Linked DNA regions of Zea mays: region 1 is linked to region 2. Evidence: chromatin contacts called from public Hi-C data. All regions are on one chromosome and are shown on one strand. The core of a region is the stretch at or near the end of the contact, and the rest is flanking DNA. Distances in the headings are between cores, read along the strand shown.

Region 1 (4,160 bases), core at 1,261-3,760, 190 kb before region 2:
CGAGCGTCACGGTCATGGACGTCCTCGGGGACGGCTTGTACCGGTGCAGCTTCTCCTCCCGGGGGGCACCCTTGACCAGCAGGCGGAGGTTCCGGGACACCACCATCGCCTGCCGCTGCGCCAGGTTGCCCTGCTTGGCCTCCGGCACGTCCGTGATGTCGCCGACGGCGAACACGTTCCGCAGCCCGCCGACGCGCAGGTGGTCGTCCACCCGGAGGTGGCCCTCCTCGTCCACGTGCTCCCCGAGGATCGTCCCGCCGAGCCAGCCGGACGCCACGGGCCGGCCCGTGCACACGAAGTGGCAGTCGGCCTCCAGCGTCTCCCCCGCCGACGTGGTGAACGTCCGGGTGTCCGGGGTGGCCGACGCCAGGTCCACCGTCTGGTCCAGCAGCACGGTGACGTTCTTGGACCGCAGCCACTCGAGCGCCTTGGCCGACGCCCGGGCGCCCATGACCTTGAGCAGCCGCGGCGCGCCGTGGACGATGGTGACGCGCTTCTCGGGGCTCTTCATCACGATCTCCGCCGCCAGCTCCACGCCGATGGGCCCGCCGCCGACGATCAGCACCGACTCCGCCGCGTCGATCCGGTCCTTGTCGCGCTGGAACATCTCCAGCCGGTCCGACCGCTTCTGCGGCCGGTTGCACGTGCGCCCCGTCGCGACCACGAGGAAGTCGTACGCCACGGCGCGGCCGATGGAGGTGAGCACCACGGAGTCGTCCAGGCCGACGGCGGAGGCGGTGACCACCTTGGCGTGCGTCAGGTAGTCGGAGTGCGCGATCACCGTGCGCTCCACCGCCGCCGGGTCCACCTTGGCGCGCAGGTTGGCCCACGGGATCTCGAAGTACTCCTTCCTGCATGCACGGAAGGATCCAATAATCCATGGGTCGCACGTCGCCGGCCATGCATGCATGCATACATATCAAGGGGAAGCTAGCATGCATGGATCATCCGATCCGATCCACGCGCGCTACGCTAGCTGGGAGGGAAATATGAAATGTGCAGGAGGGCAGCTCCAAACGGCGCGCGCGGCGGAAGCTCACGGGTCGATGAGGACGACGTCGGCGTGGTTCTGGAGCGTCTTGGCGAGGAGGGCGCCGGCGATGCCGCCGCCCACGACGACGACGCGGTCGCCGGTGGACCGCAGCATGGTGCACCGCCGGATGGGGTCCTAGCTAGCTAGTTCGTCGCGCCGAAGAAGAAGGCGCCTGCTGCAAGTTGCATGCGACGGACGAACAACTCGATCGATCGAGATGGATCGACGCTCCGTCGTCTTCTGCGTCGAAATTCGTATTTATGGATGGAGGAGATTAATTTGGCGGGAGCTCGTGAGTTTGCTTCGTTTCGGAGGGGAGCTAGGGGGTTCCCCTTCTGGTGCTCATTTGTTAGGAGAAGGGCCCACATGTCAATGTGCTAATCGGCCAGAAAATGCTAAATCGAGCTGCTTGCCAAAAATAGGTGTCAATTCACCGCAGGTGTGAGACAAACAAGGAAAAGAAGAAGATTGTAAGTTGCAACAGCTTCCTCACAGGCACACTGAGCAACGTCGAAGCCAAAGGCAGAACGAACACAATAAACCATCATCAGAATCCACTTTACAAAATCATTAAGGTACAATGGACAAAATGTAAACACAACTACGTACTGTCTGCATGGACAATCATCTGGCATCGGAAAGGTCGACAGATCATCATCGAATCGGATGCCAAAACGAAGAGAGTACGTAATGCATGTCCTAGTCTTTACGCCGGCCGGTCTGGACAGCCGACTGATGGATGGCAGTCGTAACTAGTAACCAACAGAGCGCGCGTCACTTGAAGAGGGCGACGGCGGGCAGGAACGCGGCGAGGACGAGCGCCGCGCAAGCGCTGCTGGACGCGCCGCCGCGGGCCCTGGCGCCGCCGGAGAGGTACAGGTAGTAGTACGGGTTTGACGACGACGGCGGGGACGAGAAGTGCGAGGACGAGCCACTGCCACCGTCGCCGCCGCTCTTCGGCGGCGGCGGCGACGGCGGCGAGGAGGAGGAGGGTGGCGACGGCGGAGGCTCCGTCGACGACGATGAGGACGAAGGCGGGGTCGTGCACGGGGACTCCGGCGGGCTCGTGAGAGGCGTCACCGGAGGCAGCAGGTCGTACACGTCCCCCGTTGGCGGCGGCGGCAGCACCAGTTGCAGGTACGGCGGCGGGGGCGCGGACAGCGGCAGCAGCGCAAGGGCCGGCGGCGGCGGCGCTGTCATCGGCAGGATCGTCGGCGGCGACGCCGTGCAGATCGTCGGGCACGTCCCGCACTTGCTCACGCACAGCTGGTTCGTGTCCGGGGCCCCCACCGCCGGCTCGCCCTCATCAGCGGCGACGACCGGGAATGGGGATCGCGAGCACGCCAGCAGCAGCGACACTGCTGCCACCAACGACACGGCCGCCCTTCTTCCCTCCATTGCCGCCGTGTAGCGGCCTCAATCGACAGAGAACAGGCTTGCTTGCGTAGCTGCGTTGCGTGTGCTCGCTTTCACAGGTGAGATTCCCGCGGAACTCTGGGTTTGTTTACGTAATATAGAGAGCCTGGGCCCTGGACCTGGAGGCCCAGCGCGGCAAAGAAATGTGCCAAACTTGAGGCGCAAGCTCCAACGGAATATGTGGGCTGCTGAGTGAGATGAGAAATGCTGGCTGTAAAGGTAGATGCTCTTGAAATGGGCACTAAGGAATTGCCGGTTCCTCTTACGCCACAGGATTAATCCCAACAAATCTGCAGCTTGTGAATCCTTCATGTGCACCAGCCTTTGGGTGAAAAGGTAAGGCCACGGAAAGTATTATTTAAGGAAATACGTCGAAAGATTACCTGTGAATGATGAGCAAGCAAAACGCTGGATGATTGGATTGGATCAAACAAATCAACAACTGTCCCTGCATACAGGGCGGCGCCTTATCGACATGATTACCCACAGGATTAATAACTAATAAATAAAATGAGAAAGACCCGCTGCTGACTGGTAAGGCTGTACAACAATGTCTACTGTTGTCATAGTACAAGTCACTACTAGTGTAATGGCAACAAAATGGGTGAATAAGCTGTACAGGCTCTGCTTTCTCACCCCCCACAAACATCTAAGTACATAGGCGAAATCTGGCAGCTGCACCGTTTTCCTAAACCCCCAACCCATTCCCCTCTGAACATTTGTCAATTTGATGCACTTTACAAAAATAAGGCCACAACGGCACCAAACACCCGACACAAGAGTTCACCCATTGTGCAGAAAGGCTAACCATGGAAGGGAAAAAACTTCTGCCAGCCTTCAGTCTTACAAGTCCGATTGCCCACACCTGGTGGGAAGGGAAGAATAAGTTACAGTGATGACTTGACGCCGGTCACGAGTCAGCTTCTGCGTCTGTTGTTGTAGCTGAGTTCAGCTTTTGGCTTACAAATTGTCCCTTAACTCTTGGCCTTTGCTCTGCGAGCTTCTTCCTGCTATGATACCTAACCTGTAGAAATGAAAACTAGGGTTAGATAAAGAAAAATCATTCGGTAGTTATTTAATGGTAACTAAAAAGGGTTATCAGATGAAGTACTTTTTTCTCGAAGCATCTATCTTTCCTTTTCATGCGAAACTTCATCAACGCAGCTTCACGGCGAGACCTGTCACCATTTTGGATTCCACTCTCGTTGCCACTCTCTAGGGCAACCATTGTGTTTGCGTTGATATCGGCTTCACCACTACATGTGCATCCACTTCCTTTACAGATACCTTGGCTGCAGCTTGCAGTCTGGTTAGCACGATCCACGTGAGCTCTCGCCATGTCAATTGGTTCTCCTGATTCCCGAAGAATTTGTCTTGAATGATGCAACTGGTGGTTTTCCTCTGACTGTTTGTGTTCAATAAGAACATGAGATGGTTTACCGGGAGCTTCATGGTAATTAGGTTGCCCAGAGGCATGCTGGATTGCTGCCTTGTTGATTCCAGCTGAATCACAGTGCATAAGAGGACTCTGTGGGTAGTATACGGGCTGCAGAATCGCACCATAATGGTACGGCATCGTGGCACCAACAGGAATTGGAACAGGTATAAACCCATATGAGGGATGGCTCATACTGTCCTTTCTATGGGAAGAACTATTTGCACCAGCATCTTCCCTGGCACTAGTGGAACACAGGATGGCAGCACCCTCTGT
Region 2 (4,686 bases), core at 962-3,461:
TGCCACTGACTACTTTACCAAATGGACTGAAGCCGTTGCTCTAAAGAACATGACACACATAGAGGTAATTGAGTTCATAACTGAGCATATTATTCATAGATTCGGCATTCCCCAGACTTTGACTATAGACCAGGGGGCTTATTTTATGTCAAAGGAGGTACGTGAGTTTGCTGAATTTATAGAATTAAGTTACTCAATTCATCTTCGTATTATGGCCAGGGCAATGGACAGGCCGAGTCTAGTAATAGGACATTGATTAGCCTGATAAAAAAAGAAGATATCTGATAATCCTAAGTAGTTGCATAAACTTTGTCCGAAGCTTTATGAGCTCATAGAATATCTAAACACAGTGCTACTAAAGTATCTCCGTTTGAGCTTGTCTATGGGCAGGAAGCAGTGTTACCTGCAGAGATAAGTTTAAATGTTGTCAGGTTCGCCAAGCAAAATGATCTGACTGTCGGTGATTATTATAATTCAATGATGGACAATATTGATGAAGTGACCGACAAGAGAGTGACGCCCTTAGGAGAAATAGAAAAGGACAAGGTCATGGTCGCCAAAGCTTACAACAAGAAGGTCAAGGCTAAATCGTTCCAGGTAAGGGACCTGGTATGGAAGACTATCTTGCCTCTAAGGAGCAAAGACCGGAAGTTTGGGAAGTGGTCGCCAAGCTGGAAAGGCCCTTACAGAGTCACACAGGTGATGTCCGGTAACGCCTACTAATTGCAAATATTACAAGGCAAAGATTTGCCTAAGGCGTTAAACGGGCGTTTCCTCAAGCAGTACCATCCTAATATGTGGCAAGAAGTCTAAGAAAACCGATGTGATCACATCGAGTTAGTTGCTTTTGGTTCGCTCAGCTCCGCCAAAGGGCAGGGGGCATATGTTGGAGAGCAAAAATGACCGTGCGGACGGTCCGCGCGCGCAGAGTCAGTTAGGGTTCCGAGTTTCTTGCTACAGTTATTGGCTAGATTCGCGGAATTGACTCGAGAAATTTGTTTGTAATGGGTCCAGCCCCCTCCTCTATAAATACAGAGGAATACGGCTGATTAATCATCAACAATCAAATCAATAATCAGTTTATCTCTCGTTTTTACCTTAGGCATTAGGAGTAGTTCTAGTTTAGTTCTAGTTTAGCCTCTCAATCCCCAAATTCTTCGCTTCTCTTCGGCTCTACGTCGATTAGAGGTGTCTAGGTCAGCCTGCTGACCCTAGATAACACATAGAATCTCTCCTCCCCGACGGGGTCCCTCCCGGGAGCGAGATTCAGGCGCCGTCGACGAACTCGGCCGCACCTGCGCACGCGCGGATCGTCCGGCCTATAGGCTCGGACCGTCCGGCCCGTCAGGCAGGGAACCCTAGCCCTGCTCCAGTTCGCGGACCGTCCGGTCCCTAGCCACGGACCGTCCACGCCTGTGCAGAGCACCGCCGCCGGTTCTCAATGCAGTGATTAGCGCCCGGATCGGCGCCAACACATTCGATCCTTGAAGTCCTCTACACGTCTTGCCATGAAGTATAGAGCTTGTATGGATGAATCCGAATGATACTTGTTGGGATATTAAGTTTTTGGTCTTTTTTATTATGAATAATTAGGATATAAAATATGTCATGCAAACCTATGTTTTTGTTTTTAGCATTAAGGTTGTTGTTTTTGTTTTTAGCATTAAGCTTGTTAAAATTCATAACAGGTGAACCTTAAATTTGTTCTATAATTTGTCAAATGAAAAATACAAAATTCGGATACGGATACAGATTTGAATTCGGATGATTTTTTACTTTTTATACAGGGAGCAAATAATGCACAAAAGCTTTATTTTTATTTTTTATAATGTGCTTAACAACATAACTAAAAATTATAATAAATTCTTTATAATATATATTTAAAATAATAAATTTGTCCCACATTTTCGATGTTTAGGATAAATACCCGCCCACAAAGGAACGGAGTGGGAGTAAAACTTCGTTCGAGAAAAAGACGGAACGGAACAGGATTTATCGCCGCGTACTCCGACGTCCCAATCTATGGCAGGCCACCTGTGAACCGACCCACGCGCAGGCATAGCAGCAGGAAAAGGAGGCACGCAGACGCGGAGAGAGAGAGAGAGACGCCCGCGCTGCTGCCGCCGTCTCAATCTCAACGTCCCACGGCCAGTAGTGAGGAGCAGATCCTAAATCACCATCCATCGCTGAACCGAAAGCAAACCCCACCACAACAACACCACCGCTCGCCTGCTCTCACCGACCAGCGCCGCGCCACTCCTCCGCCGGATCTCCAGCATGCAGCCCTCCTCCTCGTCCTCCTCCGCTCACCCGCCCGACCATCCCAACTCCAAGCCCCCGGCCCCGCCGGCCCCCGCCATGGGCTACCCCGCCCCCAACGGGAACCCCAGCGCCTACTTCGCCGCCGCGCCGCCCGCCGCCGCCGCCGCCAACGGCTCCGCTCCGGCGACCTTCGGCGTCGCGTACCCCTACCCCGCCCCTCCTCACCACCATCACCCGCCGCCGCACCACCACTACCCGTATCCCCCGCCCCCGCCGACGCACCACCACTACGCGGCCCACCCGCCGCCGCCGCCCACCTGCCTGCGCCGCCTCCTCGCCGCCGTCGTTGGCGCCTTCCTTCTCCTCGGCGCCGCCACCTTCATAGTCTGGCTCCTCCTCCGCCCGCGCGCCCCGGCCTTCTCCCTCACCTCCCTGGCCCTCTCCCGCGTCGCTTACTCCCCCGCCAACTCCTCACTCTCCGCCTCCTTCGACGCTGCCCTCCTCGCCGCCAACCCCAACGCCAAGCTCTCCGTCGCCTACTTCTCACCCCTCGCATCCGTCTCCTTCGCGCCCTCCTCCCCGCTCGCCGTCGCCTCGCTCGCGCCCTTCGGCCAGGGCCCCGGCAACACCACCACGATCGCCTTCCGCCTCGTCGTAGAGGATGCCTACGTCGGGCCCGACGACGCCGCAGCGCTCAAGACCGGCGCCGGGGGCGCTGTCGACGTCGAGGTCAGGCTCATGGCCGTCGCCGTCTTCGACAGAGGTGGCTGGCGCACGCGCCGGAGGGTCATGAGGGTTATGTGCGATGGCGTCAAGGTGGTTTTCCGCGGGAAGAATTCCACTGAGGCGGCCTTCGATGGGCCGCCAAGAAGGTGCGATGTCGTGTTGTGAAGGTTAGTAGTCATGGTGATTTTACACTCCGATCATGCATTTCTATTTTTCTATCGATGCCTTAATCTTACTTCGCATTCCAGGACAGTGTAGTTTTTGTGTGGACCCTGTGTGTTATGTCTGATCCTAATGAGGCGTGCAAAATACATAGCCTTCGATTGTATTATATTTAGATGTCCTTGTTCTTGTGCACAACCTCTTCGTTTTCCTGAAACCAGATAGGAAACGATAATGTGGGATTGTCAATGGCGGTGCCATGTTGCAGTCAAATGACAAAGGCAGTGTCATTGGTGCTATAAACAAAAAAAGTAGTATAAAAGCCAAATATGTTTGACTAACCCTGTGGGTTCACTAGTTTTGTATGCTAAGCAACAGAAAGTGTGGTAAACCTAGTTTTATTAAATGTGAATGTTTTTTTTTTAATTTTGTGGAATCGTTTCATGCCATGCAGTCAAATAAAAGCAAAAGACCACACAACGCCAGGTCAGCAACAGGCTCATACCAATACGCCAAGTCGCCAAGTGCCTAGTTGTGAGTAGGCATTTGGCAGTTTGGCTCGTAGCACCTAGGTAGAGTGAATCTTGAAGTGGTGCCTGATTCACTTATGTACCAACTTTGTTTGCCAACTCATTATTATCTTTCTTTTTCTTATTTGCAAAGCATGCAGTGAACCATCAAAACTGTATTGGATATTGGCTGATGGAAGTTTTCTGTTACATAAAAAGTGTTGCCTCCGTTTTGGTTTCAAGTCGCTAGCATTTGTCTTCCATTCATGACCTTGTTTGTTCAATTGGATTTGAGCAAAGTGGAAATGTTTTCTTTTGTGAATCAATGTTGGTGATGTGTTGGTTTCAAGTGTCAACAGAAGTATGAGACTATGAGTACAATACTGTGAATAGAGAAAAATATATCAAATGACCCAGCAGATGCTTCACTGACCTGGGTTCACTATTCCATAAGCTACAGAGAACCCAACAAATCTATAACTATTCCAATCTATTATTACCTGAATACCTGGCGAACCTTTGAATTGAAAGATTTAAGGTTGTTTTAAATTCAAACTATTAATTTATTTTTTATAGAATCTGTTAGGTGTTCATTCATGCATGGTGAACTGAGCACAAAAGATCATTGCAGCCAGAGGTTAGGAATTAGGATTTTCTGTTTTCTTCCATGTATGGTTGGCCCTACCAGATTTTTTGTATATGACATGCAATGGTTAAAAAAGCATCAAACGCTACGTTGGTGACAGAGTTGATCAGGTGGGATGATGACTCCTATCGCGCACACGGGCAATTTTTGTAGCAATTCATATGAACTGGCAATAGTTCTGGCTGTATCACTTAGGCATCAGTTGTGTTTGCTAAGAAAATTTAAATCCCCTTCTTCGTACCTTTAGAAAATGCTTATTGAGAAATTTCAGCCAGATGAATATAAGGCATACTCCCTCAGTTCCAAACTTAGTTCAACTTGCGGATTCCAGGCAATGTAGTTTTTTGTGTGGACCATAGGACTAGCATATATGTGGTGATA

Evidence for each region. Hi-C and Micro-C count contacts between places; a contact is called where the count stands out from the background.
Region 1: a Hi-C map of leaf shows a contact between it and region 2, with 6 times the contacts expected there. The contact joins the promoter of LOC100285473 here to the promoter of LOC100274830 in region 2. A contact is called at or near these places in 4 of 25 Hi-C or Micro-C datasets (bundle sheath, leaf and leaf mesophyll).

The regions. Positions count from the first base shown.
Region 1 is chr4:202,578,919-202,583,078 of Zm-B73-REFERENCE-NAM-5.0, reverse strand. LOC100285473 reads right to left here and starts at 2,510. Exons shown (of 1, transcript NM_001158366.2): 1 at 1,565-2,510. The coding sequence starts at 2,431. The coding sequence ends at 1,808. LOC100381775 (Two-component response regulator-like APRR9) reads right to left here. Exons shown (of 8, transcript NM_001355470.1): 7 at 3,561-4,160; 8 at 2,979-3,473. The coding sequence ends at 3,360. It overlaps LOC107275229 (FAD/NAD(P)-binding oxidoreductase family protein), which reads right to left and starts at 1,371. Exons shown (of 2, transcript NM_001320476.1): 1 at 1,041-1,371; 2 at 1-851. The coding sequence starts at 1,147.
Region 2 is chr4:202,392,067-202,396,752 of Zm-B73-REFERENCE-NAM-5.0, reverse strand. LOC100274830 reads left to right here and starts at 2,211. Exons shown (of 2, transcript NM_001149098.2): 1 at 2,211-3,155. The coding sequence starts at 2,278. The coding sequence ends at 3,153.